Linked DNA regions of Mus musculus: region 1 is linked to region 2. The links are chromatin contacts, called in public ChIA-PET maps. All regions are on one chromosome and are shown on one strand. The core of a region is the stretch at or near the end of the contact, and the rest is flanking DNA. Distances in the headings are between cores, read along the strand shown. Region 1 overlaps Hecw2 (HECT, C2 and WW domain containing E3 ubiquitin protein ligase 2). Region 2 holds the start of Dnah7a (dynein, axonemal, heavy chain 7A).

Evidence for each region. ChIA-PET counts read pairs in DNA pulled down with a chosen protein or histone mark.
Region 1: a contact with region 2 is called in an RNA polymerase II ChIA-PET map of memory CD8 T cells, with 21 read pairs. The contact joins the enhancer-like site here to the promoter of Dnah7a in region 2. A contact is called at or near these places in 1 of 15 datasets of contacts at CTCF or cohesin (the NIH/3T3 cell line), 6 of 484 Hi-C or Micro-C datasets (CD4 T cells, CD8 T cells, adipose-derived mesenchymal stem cells and 3 more), 3 of 115 datasets of contacts at active chromatin or transcription factors (the HPC-7 cell line, bone marrow-derived macrophages and memory CD8 T cells) and 3 of 9 other capture datasets (adipose tissue, bone marrow-derived macrophages and liver).

The regions. Positions count from the first base shown.
Region 1 is chr1:53,822,229-53,825,319 of GRCm38.p6, reverse strand. The region is part of intron 28 of Hecw2 (HECT, C2 and WW domain containing E3 ubiquitin protein ligase 2); the gene reads left to right. Among named protein-coding and RNA genes, the nearest start is that of Mir7681, 26 kb to the left of the region's middle. Within about 2 kb of position 1,334, at least 275 of the 459 cell types and tissues checked have an H3K27ac peak or open chromatin away from gene starts, as enhancers often do. A contact at or near this core is called in CD8 T cells, the HPC-7 cell line, adipose tissue and 7 more, where this site is marked.
Region 2 is chr1:53,705,092-53,708,156 of GRCm38.p6, reverse strand. It overlaps Dnah7a (dynein, axonemal, heavy chain 7A), which reads left to right and starts at 1,373. Exons shown (of 66, transcript NM_001252070.1): 1 at 1,373-1,479. The coding sequence starts at 1,465. The region is part of intron 2 of Gm32311 (a long non-coding RNA gene); the gene reads right to left.

The sequences.
Region 1 (3,091 bases), core at 85-2,584, 120 kb before region 2:
TGGGATCTCCAGGACCACTACTTGGTGAATTTCAGGGTTCAGTTGCCTCTTCTATAGACAGTTGGTGGGGTGGTATGTTAGCTTGGGTTGAGTGAGTGGTAACACCATAGAATTGCTGAAGAGTCTTGATGGTTGTCTATGCTGGCATCGCTACTTCCCCTGGTAGTTCCAGAAAGTTCTCAGGCTGACTCATTGTAGATGGAGCTGTTTGTCAGAATCATTGCAAACGCACAGTTGGGTAAGAGCTATTGTCATTCTTCCTCTCTTGCTGTATGGGCGCCTGTTCCTACCCTTATCATAATGCAGCACAAAGAAAGGTGTTATCCCTCTCCATAGAACAGAAGTAACAATGCCCGGGCTCAGAGAGTATTTCTAACACCTGAATGAGATAATGTATTAGAAAGTCTTTAGGGAGTGTATGCTTTCTTGTTTCCGTTTAAGCCTTTAATCTTTAACCTGTGTAGCTTCCGTACTACTCAGATGAATGCTTTCTGTCTCTCTCTCTCTCTCTCTCTCTCTCTCTCTCTCTCTCTCTCTCACATACCTCATTTAGACAAAAACATAAGAGAAATCACTTCAGGACATAGCAGTATAAGTTTTATCAGAAGCAACTTTTTCACTGATAACCTTTTATGAGATTTAAAGTATCACTTGAGTATAAAGAAATCGGTGACATTGCTTTATATTACTGAGTCTAATACTCCAAAGACCAAAACATACACACTAAAGCCATCCGCCCCCTTGCTGTTTCCTGGCTTCACAGAGCTAGGCGGCTGGTAGGCCTCAAGCCAGTCAGCTCCAGTATATTCTTTTCCCTCTTAGTGATTCTGTGTCTATCATTTAAGTTGTGATACTGTACAAATATACTAGATAGAACCAATGTCCTCCTTACTAAAAATAAATATACTTTTTTGAAACTTCCTTCTCACAAGTATATTATCATCTTCCCATGAGAAGCTCTAACCCGCAGAGTTGGAAGGGTGTGAAGGGTGACAGCTGTCACTGCAAGCCAGAGTGATGACAGAGAGGCTCTTGGACAGATAATTCAGTCTTTCAACCTTCCAAGCAAGCTAGTGTGACTTGTGCTCTTTGATTCCTTATGCTCATTCCGTGGTAGCCCTGGGTAGCTCTGATCAAATGTTCCTCAAGAAATGTGTTTATTAAAGTATATATGGTAGTCTCTGAAGCCGGAACAAGTTGTATCCACGACTTTCCCCCCTTCTTCTGTAGTAATAAAGTAACCAGTGATTTAGCTGATAGAGACTTGAGACTTACTCAATGGCGTTTCCATGGAGACTAGCAGCCTGAACGGATTACTGCACTTCCTCTGCTTGGTGGCTGCTGGTTTCGCTCTGCATTTGCATTTCTGTAGAAGACTTCCTACCCCCTGGAGCTCTGGGGGTTTTATGAGTAAAGAGTAAACTCACTTTATGGCATTTCCTCTTAAGCAGTCAGTTCACATGCCAGTCTGCAAAGTGCAGAGCAGTGCTCTCTCCTGAGTTCATCTGAGGTTTCTGCCGGCTGATTGAAAATGGAGGGAGAGAGAGAGTTAGAGAGCAGCAGGGACTGCAGCCGCTTGGGGAAGGCTTGGGGAAGCCGCTTCTCTTTGACCAAAGAGAAGATGTTCATATAGGAAGTTAGTTGTGTCATGAATTTGAGAAGACTGAAATGTCAACCCAGAAGTTAGGAGAGTAAAGTAAAGTTAGGGGAGTAAACTCACTCTGGAACAGAAGTCTCCAGGAAAGGATTTTATACAACAGAACGGCACTGCTGGTTTGTGATTTTTGGAGCCCAGGTTGACCTAGAATTTGTAATTCCCTGGCTTAGCCTTACTCTCAAGGGTGCTGGTGTCTGAGGCGCACACACTGCCACACCCAATGGAATAGACCTAGAAACATATAGTAGGTTTGGTTTTGTTTTTTTTTTCTCTCTCTCTCTTTAATGAGAATCTTTTTCTCACTGGAAAATTATACTTTTTATTTGTGGTATAAAAGGAAAACTTTTTGCAAACATGCCAAGGAAAATATTTAAAATGTAAATACATTAAATGTGTATAAAGTATATATATATATCTCCAGTCAAATGTCCAACAGTCTGGAGTGTCTGCTTCTACTCGTCCTTAAGTTGCTCGCATGTGGACACACACGTGTACAGATTTGAAAACAAAAACTGTGCTGCATAACCTGTCTGCAAGCTGATTTTTGTGTGTGTGTGTTTCACACCATTAATTATGAACCTCTTTCCATGTCTTTTATTGCTCTGCAGTATCATCAATAATGCAGTTTTTTCCTCCTCCAATAAAAGAGCGTTTACCATCCAGGCCCTCTTTCAGCTAGTCAATAGAAAAGCACAGAGGAGTCCTGAAATAAAATGGCTCTTTGCACAATTTAAGAAAAAAAAAAAAAAAGGATAAGGATGAGTTCTGGACACCCATTGGTGTCCCTTTTGTGGATCTGTCCTGCTGCTGGTGTCCAGTGAGGCTGTTAATGTGAGAGGGCTTCTGATAGGTTCTCATAGTTTAACCTCTAAAACAATCTCTCTCTTCAACACCCCCTGCCCACCCACTCAGTTCCCTATAACCGAAATACTTAAAGATTTTTACCTTATTCTTCCATTGAATCAATTTATGAGCTTATTAGCATATGTAAACGTGATAGCACTTTTGGGTTGGTCTTTGCTTTGTAGGTAGGTAATTTATTATAAAAGTAGATTGTGAATCCAGGCCAGGTGGTGCCTATCCTACCTGTAATTCCAGAAAGCAGAGACAAAGAGGTTGAATGTTCAAGACCAGCTTCAAAGTTCCCTATCTTTAAATTGGGGGGGAGGGGTGGAGGGGGCTCTAAAAATAGACTCTGGTAAAAAGAAAACATTGAAAGAATTTGCAAAATTTTAATGAAGAGATTATCTTGCTACCTGCAGTAGGAGATGACATAATCCAAGTCAAATTTACTAACAGACCTTGAAAGCTGTTTCATAAATCAATCTGTAAGTTTATTATTGGTGGGCAACAAGCAACACAATTGCTAAAGATTAAGCTGTTCCTTTCCTTTGGCTTCAAGAGCACAAACTAGGTTCATCTCTTATCACCAGC
Region 2 (3,065 bases), core at 124-2,623:
AAATCAAGTGCCATGAGACCCTCTGTTTTCATTAAAGGTTTTAAAGTTTTAGTTCTTCCATGTAGGTAATCCACCTACAGGAGGTGATTTTTATATGTGACATTAAGTGTCTATGTCACATTTGTGCACGTGGATATCTACTTTCCTCAGTATCATTTGTTGTGAAGACATTGTTTCATCACTGTAGCTTTGTACTAAATTTTGAAATAAAAAAAAATATGAGGCTTCCAAATATGTCACTTAAAAAACGTTGTTTTTGGCCATTCGAGATCCCTTAAGATGTCACATAAATTTTAGGTTAGGAACCTGCCATTTCTCAACAGAAAACGTTTACCGTCAGGCATGGTGGCATAAGCCTGTAATTCTAGCACTTGGGAGGCTGCCACAGACAGATTGAGAGTTTGTGACCTGTCTAGGCTAAGAAATGAGACGATCTCAAAACCAAACCAAAATAAATAAACAAAATTAAACAAAAACTTTTCAGTAGGAGGCAGTTTACATTGAAGTCTAAACTCCTCACTCTATTTTACCAGATCTTTAAAATAGAGCACTTATTTATCTTCATCTTCATCACCGGACTCCAATGTGCTTTATTCCAACGACAGTCTGATAGATTTCGTTTTTGTTCTTCTAATTTTCTTCTGTTCTTCTGATTTTTGTTTTTTGTTCTTCTAATAACCATGAAATGTCTCAGGCTTTTGCATCTGATTGCTCTGCCCGAAATATTCCTTGCACAGCATGTGTCCTCCTCTTTCAAATCTCAGCTTTCACGTTTCTTCTGCATCTTCTAAGAGAAATGACTCACAGCACTGTTTCTATTAGTTATGAACACATGCCTTACGGTCACCCAAGCCTATGCCTGAGGGACTGTCTTGGCACAGCTTCGTTCATGTAGTCAATCACGCGTGGATTTAAATGAATTTCCGAAGGCTCACTTTCTAGTGTGTTAGGGAAGTCAACAGAACTGAACACTGAGGCTCCTGGATATGGAGCACTTTACAGGCTTTAGTCTTGAGTGCCTTGTCATTATTCTATTTGCCTACATTAGCAATGAAATCTGCAGAAACAGCCGAATGAAGGCTTAAGGCAGAGAACCACGCCCACGCAGACTCGGTGAAAGATGCAGTAACTTGAGGACCCACTTAGACATCAAGGGGTCTTCGCTCCTCACAGTTGCCTGCCACCCTCTGTAAAGTGGAGTGAGGGCTGTGTTGGAAGCCACCTAGGCCTCAGAGAGCCACCCTGCTCGACCTCTCAGAAAGTTCTGCACCTCATCTCGCAGATGCAGACGACCGGAAGTAGAATCCGCCAGTTTGTTGCTTAGCAACGAATCGACCACGGCGGTTAAAGCTCTCAGCTCAGAAAGAGCCTAGAGCTGTCCAGCGGCGAACAACTCTCCTCTCCAGGTCCTGAGTTCCGCAGCAGCGATCCCGGCCGGCGTTGCCTGGCCCGCAAGTCGACGCCATGAGCAGCAAGAAGGTGAGAGCTGGGCCGCCAGGGTCGGTCCCGGGGGCCAGGCACGCAGGAGCAGACTCCAGTACCACCCTGGCGTTGAGTGTTTTCCCTCCAGTTTCCTTCCCAACCGTTGGACCTCGTTGTCGTAACAACGGGACACAAACTGGATGCGCCATCGGTGGAAACTGGCTCCACAGCGACCCCAGCTGCACACTGGGAGTGTTTGGGTGGGAGGAGGGTGGGCGGTTTTGATGCCAGTTCAACCCAAATAAAAAGTTGATTCTCAATCTGAAAATTGTACTCAGCTTTTAAGATTTTTCATCCCTCCATAGTGGTTTCTCTTATAAACCGAGTTTGTTGTGAAAATGGCTGCAAAAGATGATGTGGGGGTTGGGGAGATGGCTTAGTGCTTAAGAGCTTGATATGAAGCCATGAAGACATAGACTCAAATCCCCAGCACCCACTTCAAGGCCCAGTGTGACTGAGCTTGCCTGTAACCCAGCTCTGCGAGGGTCAGAGACAGGAGGATTGCAGCAACTTCCCATCCAACCCCTTAGTTTCTGGTTAAGTGAGAGACCCTGTCTCAAAGTAGTAAGTCAGTGAGTGATTCACTGGCTTCTGGGCAGAGGCAGGGGCACCCTTACACAAAACATGGACATATCACACACGCACGCACACGCACGGTCACCGGCACATGCACTCTCTCACACGGGAGGGTAGTTTACAATCTTGTGCTATTTAGGTTTTGTGACAAAACAGAGCAAGGCAACTCAGAGAGAAAATTCTTATTTTGTCTCATGGCTTGAGAGGTCGCTGGGTTCTGGGTGTTTCTGGGCGCTGGACTGAAGTCTATATCAAGGCAGGGAGGAGGGCATGGCAGAGAGCACTGGGGAAGAGGCTAGAGAAAGAGCAACAGGTTGAAAGCACACCCCTAATAGCCCTCATTCTTCAGCGGGGCTTTACTCTCAATGGCCCATTCCCACAAACTTACATTAATTTATGGGTGAAAGTAGCATTTTCATCACCAATTGGTGTCACCCCTCGACACAAGAGCTCCTTGGAAAGACATGTCATATCTATCCTATTACAGCTATAGTTATAGATTATATAGGTTATAGAGTACTAGCAGAGGATGTCAAGCCTGCTAACCAAGTAAGCAGTAGTTATGTAAATGCTGGAGAAAGTTTTCAGTTTTTTGCAATCCACATATTAACTAAGAACTAAGAGACAGGTGTTTTGTTTCATATATCTAAGTACAATTAACAATGACCAGTACACGAACAAATGAGGAAAGAATTTCCCCAAATTACAGATACATGTAAGAGGAAAAAACACAACAAAAACCACCCAAGCAATCACTAGACCTCCCTGTGTGATTCTTAACAAAATCACAGCTCGTTACCATCTATACTCGAGTTGCTCATTTGCTTGATGGCCAAGTAAGACTTTGGCCCAATCATGCAACCACAATCTATACTGTCAAAATCTAAAATAGTTCTTTTGTTAACTGTACAGTGGTTTTCCTGGAAAGGTATTTTTATTAATTCTTTTCACCTATGCTAATTTAAGACTACAGTTTTCCTTTTGAAAAGATGAAAGTTCTATACTTT